Regions from separate parts of the Mus musculus genome. Here region 1 is linked to region 2. Evidence: chromatin contacts called from public HiChIP or PLAC-seq data. All regions are on one chromosome and are shown on one strand. The core of a region is the stretch at or near the end of the contact, and the rest is flanking DNA. Distances in the headings are between cores, read along the strand shown.

What was found. HiChIP or PLAC-seq counts read pairs in DNA pulled down with a chosen protein or histone mark.
Region 1: a contact with region 2 is called in an H3K27ac HiChIP or PLAC-seq map of a colorectal cancer cell line, with 3 times the contacts expected there. The contact joins two enhancer-like sites. A contact is called at or near these places in 3 of 484 Hi-C or Micro-C datasets (nephron progenitors, tail fibroblasts and uterus) and 5 of 115 datasets of contacts at active chromatin or transcription factors (the NIH/3T3 cell line, a colorectal cancer cell line, embryonic fibroblasts and 2 more).

Annotation. Positions count from the first base shown.
Region 1 is chr7:66,582,727-66,589,829 of GRCm38.p6, reverse strand. Gm33570 (a long non-coding RNA gene) reads right to left here. Exons shown (of 3, transcript XR_391553.3): 2 at 5,964-6,440; 3 at 4,312-4,376. Among named protein-coding and RNA genes, the nearest start is that of Gm33570, 4.4 kb to the right of the region's middle. Within about 2 kb of position 3,084, at least 59 of the 459 cell types and tissues checked have an H3K27ac peak or open chromatin away from gene starts, as enhancers often do. A contact at or near this core is called in the NIH/3T3 cell line, a colorectal cancer cell line, embryonic fibroblasts and 2 more, where this site is marked.
Region 2 is chr7:66,447,479-66,454,972 of GRCm38.p6, reverse strand. No RefSeq gene overlaps it. Among named protein-coding and RNA genes, the nearest start is that of Gm33515, 23 kb to the right of the region's middle. Within about 2 kb of position 4,387, at least 96 of the 459 cell types and tissues checked have an H3K27ac peak or open chromatin away from gene starts, as enhancers often do. A contact at or near this core is called in the NIH/3T3 cell line, a colorectal cancer cell line, embryonic fibroblasts and 2 more, where this site is marked.

The DNA.
Region 1 (7,103 bases), core at 1,835-4,334, 140 kb before region 2:
TGGCCTCTAGCTCAGTTAATAATATTGTCCCCTTCTATAACCTCATGAGTTGGGTCTCCACAATCCACATGACCTTCACAACCCATATTACTTTAATCATTTGTCTTTTAAGCTCCTGTTAGGATGGCCCATTGTCTTTGTTGGGGTTTCCATTGCTGCAAAGAGACACCATGACCAAAGCAACTCTTGTGAAGGACAACATTTAATTGGGGCTGGCTAGCTTACAGATTCAGAGATTCAGTCCAGTATTATCACAGCGGGAGGATGTCAGCATCCAGGCAAGCATGGCACGGAAGAAGTTGAGAGTTCTACATCTTGATCTGAAGGCTGATAATACAAGACTGAATTTCTCAGGTAATTAAGAGGAGGGTCTCAAAGCCCATTCCCACACTGACACACTTCATCCAATAAGGCCATACCTACTTCAACAAGGCCATACTTCTTAAAATTGCCACTCATCCCCTGAGCCAAGAATATTTAATCGACCACATTCATTATGCCACACTGATAGCATTCAACTACTTTTCTAGTCCAAAGTTCCACAATCTTCCACATTCTTCCGAAAAACAGCATGTTCCAATCTGTCACAGCGATACCCCACTTCTGGTATTATTTAAGTCTTAGTTTCTTTTCTATTGCTCTGGTAAGACACTATGACTAAGGCAGCTTATAGAAGGAAGAATTTACTTGGGGCTTATAGCTCCAGAGGCTTAGAGTCCATGACCATCATGGTGGGGATCATGGCAGTAGGCAGGCAGGCATTGCTCTGGAGCAGTATCTGAGACCTTACAACTTAGGACTCAGCTAGGAGGCAGAAAGAAAGCCAGCTGTGAATTGTGTGGATTTTTGAAACCTCAGAGCCTGCCTCCAGTAACACACATCCTTCAATAAGGCCACACCTCCAGATCTTTCTAAACAGTTCTACCAACTAGGGACCAAGTATTGAAACATCTGAGCCTATGGGGCCATTCTCATTCAAACCACATCCTATGACAAAAAAACACTTTAGGAAGGAAAGAGTTTATTTTATATTTTACTTCCAGGAAACAGTCTTCACTGAGGGAATTCAGGACAAGAACTCAAGCAGAGGAGGAACCTGGAGGCAGGAGGAATGCTTATTTACTGGTTTGTTCTTCAAGGCTTGCTCAATCTGCTTTCTTATACAACTCAGGACTGACCAGGAATAACATCACCCACAATGGACTGAATCCTCCTGAACCAATCATTGGTTTATATGATATAGACTTTACTTGTTTACTTTCCTGGGAGAAATGCCTCTCTCTGCACACTCAAGGAATGTTGGGGGCAAAATGTTTCCTTTCCTTAGCTTAACACAGTCAAGGCATTGACTCATTCTAGCCTGAGACTTTCTGCCCCCTGAGCATATCTGGTGGAGGTGTTGAGAACTACTTTGTATGTTTATCATTGTTTGTCTACCCCTGCTTGAACCATGAACTGCTGTGGAATAAAAGCTTCATTAAAAATACAGTAAAGGACTCTTGAGCAATATCATCTAGGGTCTCCTGGTTCTGTCAAATCTTGAATTCAGCTTCAATCCCTCCTCACTGTTCACTAGTGGGTCACAATGATTCATTAATCAGGAAAGTGCCCACAGGCTTTCCCACCAATCCTTTGTGTGGAGGCATTTTCTCTATTAAGGTTCCCTCCTCTTTGATTATGCCAGCTTATTTCCAGTTAACATAGACACTAGTCAGCACTCCTCTTTCCTTCCCTCTTGCGAGTCTTCATTCGCCTGCTCCACAGATGTGACCTGAGCAGCCTTTGCTCTCTTCCTTCTGCCCCCTCCTCTCATCTCTAATTCTCCACCTCACATTGCACACACTGTCCCAAGAAGCTTTGGAACTCTGTGTAGAGCATGGCTAACTGACAGCACAAAACATACTGACAAGTGCAACAGTGTATGTCTATCCTGTTTGCTTTCAGAGGAGAGATGCAGTAGGGTGGCTTAGGCCAATGCTACAGGGCCTGCTGTTGAATTGGGTCTTGCAGGATGAATAGGAGTTCATGGGCTGAAGAACAGGAGGAAGAGAGTTCCATAAGTGGGAACAGCATGCAGAAAGGCATTGTTCGGGGAGAAGCCCAGCCTGGTACAAGGAGTGGTTTGATGTACTGGTTCAGAAACATGGGGCATGCATATGATGTTTGGGACATGATGGTGGCATCGAGAGAAGAATGCTATAAACACATGGATTCAGGCTCTTGAACTGACCTGTAGTTCAAAGGGTGGAAGGGGGGTAAGGATGGATGAAGAGAGAGAGCAGCAGCAAGTACCATGTTGGGTAAAAATAAATAAATAAATAAACAAATAAATAAACAAATAAATAAATAAATAAATGGTGGCTCTGATAGGAGGCCGAGTGAATGGAGAGGTTGGGGTCACCAAGAGAGTAGTTGGGAGGCTCATGCCAAAGGCTGACAGAAGTAGATGTGGGCAGACTCTGAGTGGAGTCTGGCTTCTCTCAGACAAGGCTGAGTATCTGTGGTACTGTTACCCTGGCACTGAACAACACTGGCAGCTTGGAAGACAAGACAGATAAAGACAGCTCTACTTTGGGGAGCTGAGGGGGATGGAGATACCAGCGGGAAATATACCGAGCACTCCTGTTGTAGCCTCCTACTGCTGAGGAATAACTGGAAGAGTTGCCCTTGAAGATCCCCCTTGGGTTCTCCAGGTCTCCTGTGTCACCCTCCAGGGCACTCAGCCCTCCTGGGGTGGAGTCTGTAATTTTGAAGCATGTCCCCAAAAACATCAGAGCCATGAAAATACTATCTTGCTTTCATTTATCTTGCTGGTTCTGGGAAGGCCCTGGCGGGCTCCCTGTTCTTAGTAACAGAGAGGAGGGGGAAGGCCTGTGCCTTTCTCCTCCACAGATAAGTGTATTGTGGGAGCCATAGCCTTGCTGGGCCCCAAGATCAGTCTGAGAGCCAGCAAGTAGGAGGAGGAATCAAAGATGAGCTGGCTCTCAGAAGGGCTATGGGCAAGAAGTCTCTGAGGGCCCTCAAGAAGGCTCTCCTCACTGCTGAGTCATTGCCCCAGAGATGTGGGAGGGCTCCCTGCCTACTCTGGGGTGACTGAATGTCCTGTCATTCAAAAGTGACTTTCTTTAGCCAGGCAGGGCCTGAGGGCCTTAGGACATTGGTCATTTGACTGTAGGCCTGGCACAATGGCAATATGCCACCAACCACAGAAGGTTCCACCCATGCCTAGTCAGCCTGCCCTGGCCTCCTCAGATCCTATAAACAAATTCTGGTCAGGGTGGGATTGTACCCTCTCAGCACTGAAGCTGAAGTCATAACGCCCCAAGCACTGGAGCTTGACCATATTTGGGAATAGGACCATTGACAATATAATTAGGAAAAGAACACACTGAAGTAGGGAGATTTCTAATCCAACTATCTTTGTAAAAGCAAGGAGGTAGGACACTAATATGCAATCTGAGAGCATCTGTAACAATGAAGACATCAAAGTGTCTCTGGAAGCAGCGGAACATTTTCTCGGGCCTTGAGAGAGGCTCACCCTGCTATGCCTGCCCTGAGCCAGGAGCCCAAGAACCTTGAGACACCATTATTTAAGGCCCTTGGGTCACAATGCTTTGGACTGCAGTCCTGAGGAAGGATACAAACTCCAGTCCTTGACACACAGATGCACTATCTGAAGCATCAAAGGCTCAGGGCACAAAGTGAAGACTTCTAGCGAACTACAAAACAGGATGAGCCTGTATCCCTGCCAGGCTCCAGCACTGTTACCCTTCTTTTAGGATTGGGGAGACTGAGTCACAAAGCCCTAGAGCTAGTGAGAGATGAGCTCTGCTTTCCTGATTCCAAAAAGCCATGGTCTGAACGCTTTCTGGGAAGCCACTACTGAATCAATGGTGCCTGCCCCACATTCTTTTAGAAAGTACTGGCTGAGCCCTCCTGCTCACCCTCACCCTAAGGTTCTTTCTAGATCAGGAGAAGGAGAGGGGGAGGGAAGAAAGGGAGAGAGGGAGGGGAGGAAGGGAGAGAGGGAGAGAAGGAGAGAGGGAGGGAAGGAGGGAAGGAGAGAGAAAGAGAGAGATCAAAATAGATGTGTTTCTTGTTTTACAGTTTGATTTCCTTAAGTCAGTTACCTATTCAGTCGGAGTGGAAATGGGCTTGGGAATGGGGGGAGGGGAATGTTGTACTTTCACCAGACTCCAAGCAAAGGTCAGCAACTGGCTGAAGTGCATTTCAGCTGAGTTCTGATGGAGTTCTGAAGGAGATATATGTAAGAGTTTGGGTGGCTGATGGAAGAAACTCACCTAATATACTGACGCGCAGGAAGCCAGGATGCCACAGACCACACCAGGAGTTCAATTTTATCCTGAGTAGGGTACCTTGGCAAAAGAAATTTCTGTTTGAAAATACTTCTCTGCTTGTGCAGGGAGTAGATGGGGGTCAGGGGATGAAGGTGGGTGAGGAAGGACCTGTTTGGACAAGGCCACAGGAACCCAAGCAAGCGAAGTTAGTACTTGGATCGATGGGCACCTTGGGGAGTAAAGAGAAATGGGTAGACTGTAAGCATGCTCAGTGATGGCAGTTTCCTGGGAGATGCGAGTAAGCCACAGGGAGATACGGCCTCAGCCCCAACAAGAGACTAGTTACAACCAAAACCAAACAAACAAACAAACAAAACCATAAAATAAAATAAAAAAAAAAAAAAAACAAGCAGAAGGCAAGTGCTAGCAAGATTAGAGGAAATTGGAGCCCCTCCACTCCAATATCTCAAAAGATTAAAAACAGGGGGTGCAAAGATGATTCAAATCTAAGAACACTTACTGCTCTTGCAGAGGCCTGGAGTTTGGCTCCCAGTACCCAAAATGGTGACATGCAACTATCCCTAATTATAGTTCCAAGGGAACTGATGCCTTCTTCTGGCCTCTGTAGGCACTAGGCATGTACATGTACACACACATCCACATAGGCAAACCATTTAGATGCATAAAATTTACACTTTTTAAGTCTTTAAAAATTTTTAAACAGGCCAGTCATAATTCAGAATTATACAACTGAGGACTACAAAGACCAGAAGTTAGGATGGATCTCAAAGAGATGTATCATTTATCCTTGTCCTTACAGTAGGAGTAACAATGGCCATATTACATAACCAACTTGGGTGTCTGTCAGGGAGTGAATGTGTCAAGAGTGTGCACACGCAACAGTATGCTATGATCTAGCCTCAAAAGTATGGTGCCCTGTCATGGGCAACACCGTGGATGAGCCTGGCAGATACGATGTGAAGTGAAAATATTACCGAAGTCAAATCCTTCATGACTCTACCATGTGAGAATCTAAAATTATGAACTCATAGAACCAGAGAGTAGAGAGGTGGAGGATATTGGAAGCTCTTAAACAGTTTTTAAAACATTTTAGCTAAGCAGGATGAGAAAGTTCTAGAAATCTGCTGTTGTGGTCTCCCTATGGCCAGTATCCTGCACTGTACACTTTACTGTAAGAATGTAGCTCAATGCTATATATAAAATTTTTTTAAAAAGACTTGCTTGGTCAATTGTTGCATGTTAGTGACCTGGACCAGTAGTAGAAAATTCCAGAAGTGGACTGATTTTGGTGAAGAATATCAAGAGCTTGAGTTTGTGTTTTGGCTAAGCTTACCAGAGAGGCTTCTGTAGAACGACTCATCGGATGTGTGGACCAAAGGCACCAGTCAATTGAGAAATGGTGAAATGAAACGTAAAGGTCTGAGGTGGGTGTAGGGTAGGGACACCAGTACAGGAACTATTGGAGCACCCGGAGTGGCCATGTGAAGAGGCAGGGAAGCACTGAGGGATATCAGGAGAGAACCAAGACCAGGTTAGCCAGAAGGAGAGAGCAGGCTGGGCCAGGGAAGAAGACCAGGGCAGAGAGCTAGGTGGAAGCATTTGGCTGTGTAGGCTGAGAGGAGTCCACTGAGAACTCAAACATACCAGGTAAGTTTAGTGGCTTAGGTCATTGATGACATCAGTGGAACTAGTTGATATGATGGAAGCCAAGTCTAGGGAGCTGTGAGCTGAGAGGTGGGAGGAAGAAAGGACACGATGCTTAGTGCAGGCACCTCAGACCAAGCCAGGAGGCTTCTGGCTTTGCTTCAGCTTTTCTTGCCAAGGTCATCACACATCCGATGAGTCGTTCTACAGAAGCCTTCTCAGATGCATCTGTAGAGTCATCAAGACAGAGACCAGGGGAGGACAGTGGGTGGGAAGGCGGTGTGGACTGGTGAGAAATCCGACAGACCATCCCAACTTCCCCTGCTTTGGGGTCAAGGCGGCTTATTTTGGAGGTCCTTTGAAGCAACAGTAAGACACATTGGATGTCCTGAAGAATTTCCTTGTAATAGTCAGGATGCAAAATGAGTGTAAGCTCAGGGTTCATGTTTGAGAGTCAACTGCCACAATAGGTGGAATCTAGGGAAAGAAGACAGAAGGAAAGACAAAGGGATGACTTGGTGTCTAGCCCAGGTTACAGTCCCAAAGTCCCTCTAGCAGAAAGGGTCAGCTGTGGCTCTGTTTTGTTTTTCCTTTTGTGTTGCTGGGGATTTACCTAGGGGCCTCACACACACTATGGGAGTGCCTTAGCACTGACCTATATCCCCAGGCATAAATACCTATTTTCTTTGTTTTGATTTTTGTTTGGAGGCACAAGGAATTGAAGCCAGGGCCTTGTGCGTGCCGGACAAATGAGCAATGCTCTTGATACTGCACCTACCAGAAAATTCCTAAGTGTAAGTTCCAGAAGTCCTGTGGGGTCATGCACCTAAAGGAAGAGCCTGTGGTGACAGCCTTGCTGGCCATGGACCTACGGGACTGGTTCATGTTGTTGCACTGTGACTCCTAGGCCATCAGCTGGTGGGGAACGGTGCAAATGTCATTTGGGAGCAGTTGACCCTATGTCTTAGCTCCCTTGTTGGGATTTACTGTGATTGGCAGACCCAGAGACTAACAGAGCCCCAGACTGGATGAAGGCTTTGAAGATTGGGTGCCTTGCTTTTATTTCCATTGGTCCTACGTTTAGATTGCACAGATGCTTTTCCTCAAAGCCTTTCAGGACAGTGACAGTGGCCCTACCAT
Region 2 (7,494 bases), core at 3,138-5,637:
TTCAAAGTAGTATATAGTTCCTGATGCTCCCTAGTGGGAAATAATAAAGAATCAAAAGAATTATAAAAGTGCATTTCCATATCATTCTAGTTAGATGACGCTAAAGCTTTGAAAGAGCAACATCACCCTCTTACTTCACCTAAACATGAGAATTGTGGAGCTCATTTGTCTGCAGTCTCAGACCAGGTCAGTGAGAAACAGACCGGGCAAACCAACAGAAGGGGCACATTTTCTTTCTGGCTCACACTGACCACTGCCACTCTGGAGGGACAAACACTCAGGTCATAGGGCTCTACAGTGCTTTAAAGGAACTACAATCCATGTGGGCCCCTGAGAAATATCAACCCTGGGCCACTAGCCATGTGATCTTTTGTTCCCCCTCATCCTCCACCTTCTAGTTTTCTGTTTTTAATTAGGACTTTTGAGTTCCGTAGTGCAGATCTGAGCCATTTAAAGAATGGCTTTTATGCTGTATCTTAAGGAAAGTGATTCCTGGTTTCCAGCTCTATCTGTCATTCCACCCTCATGCATCTCAGAGAAATTAGCAATGTGATTCTTCTCCCTCCTCCCCCCACTGCAACCTAAAATAAAAAGCTCTCTTATTTTCCATCCAAGAAACCGTGGGGTAAGGAAAGCAGCAGGCGGACAGGGCTAATGAGGTATAATTAACCATAGCCAGCAGGTTTCTAGGATCATATGTACCTGCATGCTTCCCTATGGTGGAGCTAGGGAATGATCAGGTGTGTGTGTGTGTGTGTGTGTGTGTGTGTGTGTGTGTGTGTGTGTGTGTGTGCGCGCGTGCGCAATCTGCATGTGATGGGGGAGCTGGACTCTTCTAGATGATCTCAGGATCTTTAGGGCTGTTTATAATGCTGACTTATAAAATACATAAAGTCAAGATGTCCACTCAGTGTAGAGTCTCTGACAAGCCACACCATGCATTTGTCTCTTCACAGAAGCAGCTGAAAGACATGTTATTGCCTGGTGATGGAAATTCATCAGTTATCCCATTCCTTTCACGAGCTAGGAGCCTTTCTGAGCACTTCTTAGGAGTCTGGGACTGTGCATCGGGAAGTTGCCATGTTTGCAATTTATATACCATCTCTGAGTCTCCTTGTATGCTGTCTCTAACCCTAACTTGTACCCCATCTGTAAAGCTATCACTCAGCAGCCCAGGTCCTCAATGGATGGACAGAGACCATCATAGAACTCTCACTTCCCATAATACCTGTCACTTAGATGGTTTTAAGTCCTTCTGATGCTGTCCTCATTCTGCACTGGACAAACTGAGCCCAGACACCCCCTACATAGGAAACTAAAATAAATAAATCATTTACCTTCCATGTTTGGCTGCCTGGTCTGGTAAAAAGAAACAGCTATTTTTTTAAACAATATCTTAATTCTTTGAGAATTATACCGTACCTTGAACACATTCACTACAGCCCCACCTGCATGACTGTTCCTTCCTATCCAACTTTGAACTTGAGTTTTCTCCTTCTTTTCCCCCCTTGGAGACTAGTTTGCATTGCCCAACTAGTCTTGGGAATGGAGCCTGACCTAGCATTGGTTAGCCTACCAGGGGTCAGATCATTAAGAAAAATGCTTTTCCCTTTTTCTGTAGCTGTCAAATGCCTGTAGCTCATCGGCCACTGGTGGAATTCTCTGCCTGCCTGCCTCCCTCTATGCTGTGCTTTTGTCTGGCTTGAGCTTCTGAAGGTCTTGTGCCTGCTGCCATAATTGCTGTGAGCTTGTATATGCAACTACCTTGCTGTGTCCCCAAAACACTGAAGAGACAACTTTCCAAAGGAGCCGAAGGACATGCACTATCAGATCTATGTGATCTTACCTAATCACTCACTCATATGTGTGTGTGTGTGTGTGTGTGTGTGTGTGTGTGTGTGTGTTTAACAATTTTGATCCTGGATGAAGTGTATTCTAATAAATTTGATTTTATACCATTTATATACATCATTAGTTGATTTCTTAATTCTGTGCATGTTGTCATGAATCTTTAGTAATTTATACTAATTTCCAAATGTATTTGATTTATTGAACTGACATGTAAACAGAATTCCCCGGAAAGATGGGAATTCATAGGATATCTTTAGGAAAACCTTCAGATAGTTTTTTAAACCTTCATATATACGTTATAAGAGGATGCTTTCCCAGTGTTGAAATACCCGAGCAATTCCCCAGAAAGTATACAACAATTTACCTCTGACCTTCATTATGAAATTTTTATTTATTATTTTTATTTATGCACGTGTGCCTCTGTGCATTTATACAAACCATGTGTGTGCAGGTGCCATTGGATATCAAAGGGTGTTGGATGCTCAGGAACTAGAGTTAGTAGGTGCTGGAAGCTGAACCCTGATCCTGCTGGAGAAGTAAGAGTTCTTAATCATCAGGCCGTTTCTCCAGCCTTGCTATTGGTGTTCTTAAACAGTGGGTTCCATCCCTTGGGTAACAGTGGGCTGTACAGTTAGTAATCACTAGAAAGTCAATAGCAGATGCACTCCTGAGGGTGATGGGAACTGTTTGGGGTGTTAAACTTTGAGTAGCACCCGTACAGCTTGCACAGTTGACTCTGACTGTCAGAGGTACCAGGAAGCTTCCGGCTGTCCTGCAAGTCCAGGGGGTTGAACTCAGGTCTCCATCTCCCAAGACTCCCACCCCTGTTCCCTGCCTTCCAGTTTTCCCAGTTACTACATGAATCAAATTACAGGCACCTCTGCTGGGTTTCCTGTGAAATAACAGATCTTACTGTAACCAAATATTACCATCTCGAGAAACCCTTATGCAACCAGCAAGGACGCTCCATTCTCAGGCAACAGAGAAAAGCCTCTTTGTTCTGAGGTCGAACACCTGGAACACGTTATCCAGGGCAGTCACAGTGGAGAGGGGGCTCTGAGAACCCAAGGCTGTCCTGTCTTTGGAAGGACGGGCCACCTGATGCTGCTGCCTCCTGGCTGTGTTTGGCCCACTTTCATCAGCCCCTGGTCCCTGAAGCAGGGAGTGGACAAAGGAGAAGCTGCTGTACAGCCATGGAGAAGGACCATGCTGATACAATGCACTGTGGTACAGCACTTAGGGCACAGAAGGGAGGATCAAGGGCTCAGAGACAGCAGGTCTGGAGTCTTCCCTCCCATCCCAGCAGTCTCCCACTCTCTAGAGCAGTTATCTGATAAGACTGTATGTCAGCTGTGTGAGAGGCAGCTACTCCGTGCGTTCGGGATCAGCTCAGGCTTGAGGACACTTCTCTTGGAAGCAGAGAAGCCCAGCGTCCTGTCTGTGTTTCGGAACATTCACGTTCCGGAAGAAAGCTTTGTCTCCATTCTTCTGAGGACTCACCGAAAGGGAACAAGCCAAGGGTTCAGCAGTGAACCTTAGAGATAAGAGTCAAAGCTGGGTGGAAAGCTCAGGGCGATGTGTAACCAACCATGACCGTGGCCTGCCTTTATGAAAGGCCAGCAGGACAAGCAGGCAGCATTCCAAGATAGATTTGGCTTCAATCACAATATAACTTTTTGAAGATAATACCCCAGTTTTGCTTATGTTAGTCTTAATATAACCTTAGGCCATTGCTGGAAAGGACCTTCAGGCTGCATGGTATCTGAATGGAAGTGGGTAGTATTCTGTCCACATCATCAACTTAGGCCCTCTCTCTCACCACTCTCTCAGACCTTCAAGTGTCCAACAGTGCCCTGGATGGAGCCAGACACAAGCAGGTGTTGAGACAGCCACAGAGCAAGGCCTGAATAATTATTTTTCCAGCAAGTTCTGAAGATTCCTGAACAGACAACTTAAAAAGAGATATCATAATGACAGCCATTTGCCTATATAATGAGAGATTTGATATAGCCAATAAAATGCCCAGTTTTGAACATGCATCTAAACCTGTTTATAAGCACATAGGCTTTTCCCTATGCCAGCTGACAAACAGACAAACTAGAATGCGTCCTTGTGCTAATTTTAATATTATTCATCACATGTGGAGACTGAAAATAAATCAAGGGCTGGGATACAGCTCAGGGGTAGCTACATCTTGCCAAGCATAAGCAAAGCCTGGCCTCCCAACACAAATCAATCAAGTAATGAATAGCCAACCAGTTGGTTCTCACACAATCTTCCATGGTTATTTGGGAGAACAAAGCCATAAATATGTTAGCCAGAAACGTAGGAAGAGCACTCCTACTGAACTATGACTACTATTAAGAGTTTTAAAAGATTTTAGTGAGTATAAATACACAATACACCTTAAGAGGGACCGAAATCCAAGCCGCTTTTGAGGCTTGTATCCTTCACTCCCGTGTCCCAGCACCCACGCCTGGCTCACCATTTGAAAGTGCATTGCTTGCTTCTGAACTAGGGCGAAGGGTGCTGCCTGCAGAGCACTCCCTAAAATGATGTGGGGGGGAGGGGAGGGGCTGCCCATTCATCATTTCCTGTGTGGTGTCAGATTTCACTCGGCAAGTGCGTTTTCATTCATTTAAGCTGATCTCTCTGGCAAGAGGCATTTCAGCCGCTTCATCCCACCCTAAAGCAAGTTTAATTTCCTTGATTAAAAAAAAGTATACCCGTGTACAGCATGTCTCATGAGGCCAGAGAGGGACATTAATGAAGAGTTTTCCCTTTGAAATAAAATATACAGATTTAGTTTCCCAGTGTTTCTGCCCCCCCCCCCCCCCCCCCCGCTCTCTTAGTTTTCATGTCATATCCGATATCACAGAGCCTGGCAGCAGAGGGAAGGGACGCCTGGCAGCAGCGCTTCTCATGGGGGCGTTCTCTGGGCTTGTGGGCGTGGCATAGATGTTATAGGAACAATGAGAAACCAGGAAGGGATCCACTTTTTACCCATCCTGATGGAAGAAATGCTGTCTGGGGTAGAAGTGGAGGTGGGGAGGGCGAGGGTAAAAGATTATTATCAAAAGCATCAGAAAAAGAAAACATTTCTGGCTCTTGAAGTTTACTGCCATTCAATGACCTCTCTCACAAAGCTTTTTACCTAGAACATTCGCACCAGCTACAAACGCTCGTGAAGAAACAGCGGTTCTATTGACTAGGACTCGAGGCAAAACTAGAAGAAAGGCATGTTTTGTATGTATCCGTATATTTATGTCTTTCAGGGGATCATGTACGCTGATTATTATTATTTTTACCACGATGTGCAGAAATTGCTCAAACTGATATATAATTAGACATTTAAAAATATAAACTATCCTTATTTAAAGCTCAGACCCACACGTTTATTTTTATTTATCCAGAAGACTGAAACAACATTTTTTTTTAAGTTTCTTTTCTTGGGCTTCTTGTTCAAATATATAATTAGGCAGTTTTTGAACATACCTAATAACTGAGAGGTGACTGAGGGAGATCTTTCCAAAACTTAAAATATAAATAAATAAATAAATAAATAAATAAATGAATAAATGAATAAATGAATAATAAAATAAAAACTGGTTAGAAGCTGTTCTCACCACCTTTCACCTAGGTCAGGAGCTTAGCTATTCACTTCCTGAAGCCAGACTGTAATGAGAACTCCATGCCGGGATATTTGAGAGCTGAAACTGCTGCTGTTCAGACCTCAGTGCGGGGGAAGGGGCAGGGATCCCTCCTCCGAGAGAGAAGGTTCTAGAACGGAATGCCACCTCCCCCAAAACTACTTCTTCCTGGAAAGACTCAAAATCCAGGACGAATGTGACATGTGTACTATTTTCGTTTGTTTGGGAGGAGAGATGGTCAATTCTTCATTGCTAATGGGAAATGTCTTTGAACGCTCCAGAAAGATGCAGGGCCTATGAGCGAAGCCACTGGGGTTGGTTTCATTTTCCTCGGTAGTCATGGTATGATATAAAGTGAACACATCTCTCAAGCGTTTTCCTGGGTTCTCTTTGCCAGGGCTGGGGCTTGAACGTAGGGTCCTGGGCATGCTAGGCGAGCACTCTACCACGGAGCTACATCTCTGGTATCCTCACACAGTCTGCTGTTTGCCTTGTCCTGTGACCAACACCAAGATCAAGGGTGAGACGGGTTTCATCTCCTAAAGGCTCTCAGCCCCTTCCTGTGAGCACCCCCACAAGGACACTAGAGTCCTGACTTAAACCTGACTTAAATGGGGGTCATAACTTATACATTCTTCTCTGGATGGCGTCTCTCTCCATGAGACTAGCATCTGCAGTCCTCACTTGTCCGAGGTTAGACTCGCGCCCTTCACTGTGTGCGCTTTCCTTTGTGTGGACACTACAGTCAGTCTATCTAGTCTGCATTTCATTCACATTCTAATAGCTCCTCATGAAGTGAATCAGCTTTCCGTAGATGTCACAAAACACTGAATAAACACCTTGAAAAGAAGGGCTCCGTATTTTTGGTTTTTGGTTTCAGAGGTAGGCTTTTGTTTGACTCTGTTGTTTTTGGCCCCGCGATAAGATAGAATATGCTACGGAAGGGGAGGGGTTAAGTGGTAACGTGTTAGAGCAACGGAGGATGGGGTGGAGCGAACTAGCTCCTAAGGAAGGAGCTGGTCCGCTGTGAACAGGCGCTGGACAGGTGCTTATGGGGTAACCCACTGCCCACTCAGAGTGAGGGGTGTGGCTGAGCCATCCACTCCTGTAAGGCTTTCACCCATGTATGCACAGAGAAGGGACAAAGGAGGCTTCCTAGGAGCCAAGCTGCCTCCAGACTCCTCTGCCTGTCTCAGCCCCATAAGGTAATGCTGCCGGCAGCACCTGATTGGATCCACTAAGTCACAGAAACCCATCTACTTTGGCCAAAGGTCCACATGCTCTTTTTAAAATTTTATCTCCATCGTCATCATCGTTGTCGTCATCCTCATTGTCATTATTATTATTGTTATTGATTTCTCATTCTTGATTGAAAAGTAACAAGGCCATTTGAGGGAATCCACCACTCTTTGCCCAGCATCCTCAAACTTCTCCCAACAAGAGATCACACCTTCTGTGTACCCTGCCTGTTTGGGGCAGTGCTGCCCTCTTCTCCTTATATGCAGATGCTCACATCCTGGGAGATGCCTTCAGACTCAGCTGCCCAGACATCTCCCCCATCCCTCGTTCTACAAATACTGGCATTGAAATTGAAAACAGACCACACTCTCCCTGGACAACTTGTGTTTTCTTCTTCTTGTTTCTTTCCCCTCCCTTCCTTTCCAATTTTCTTTCCTTTGGGGATGGGAGTAGAACTCAAACTCCGTTAATTAGATACCTCAGCACTGACAACTTTTCTAACGGACCAAAGGAGTGGTTCTCAGACACATATCAGATATCCGGCAAATCAGATATTTACATCACGATTCATAACAGTGGTGAAAGGACAGTTACGAAGTAGTAACAAAAATAATTTTGTGTCTGGGGGGAGTCACCACAACTTGAAGAACTGAACTAAAGGGTTGCACCCTGAGGAAAGTTGAGAACCAATGCAGTGCCAGTTTTTAAATTTAATAAACACCACCCCACCACCTCCAGCAGAGACTCTTCCACA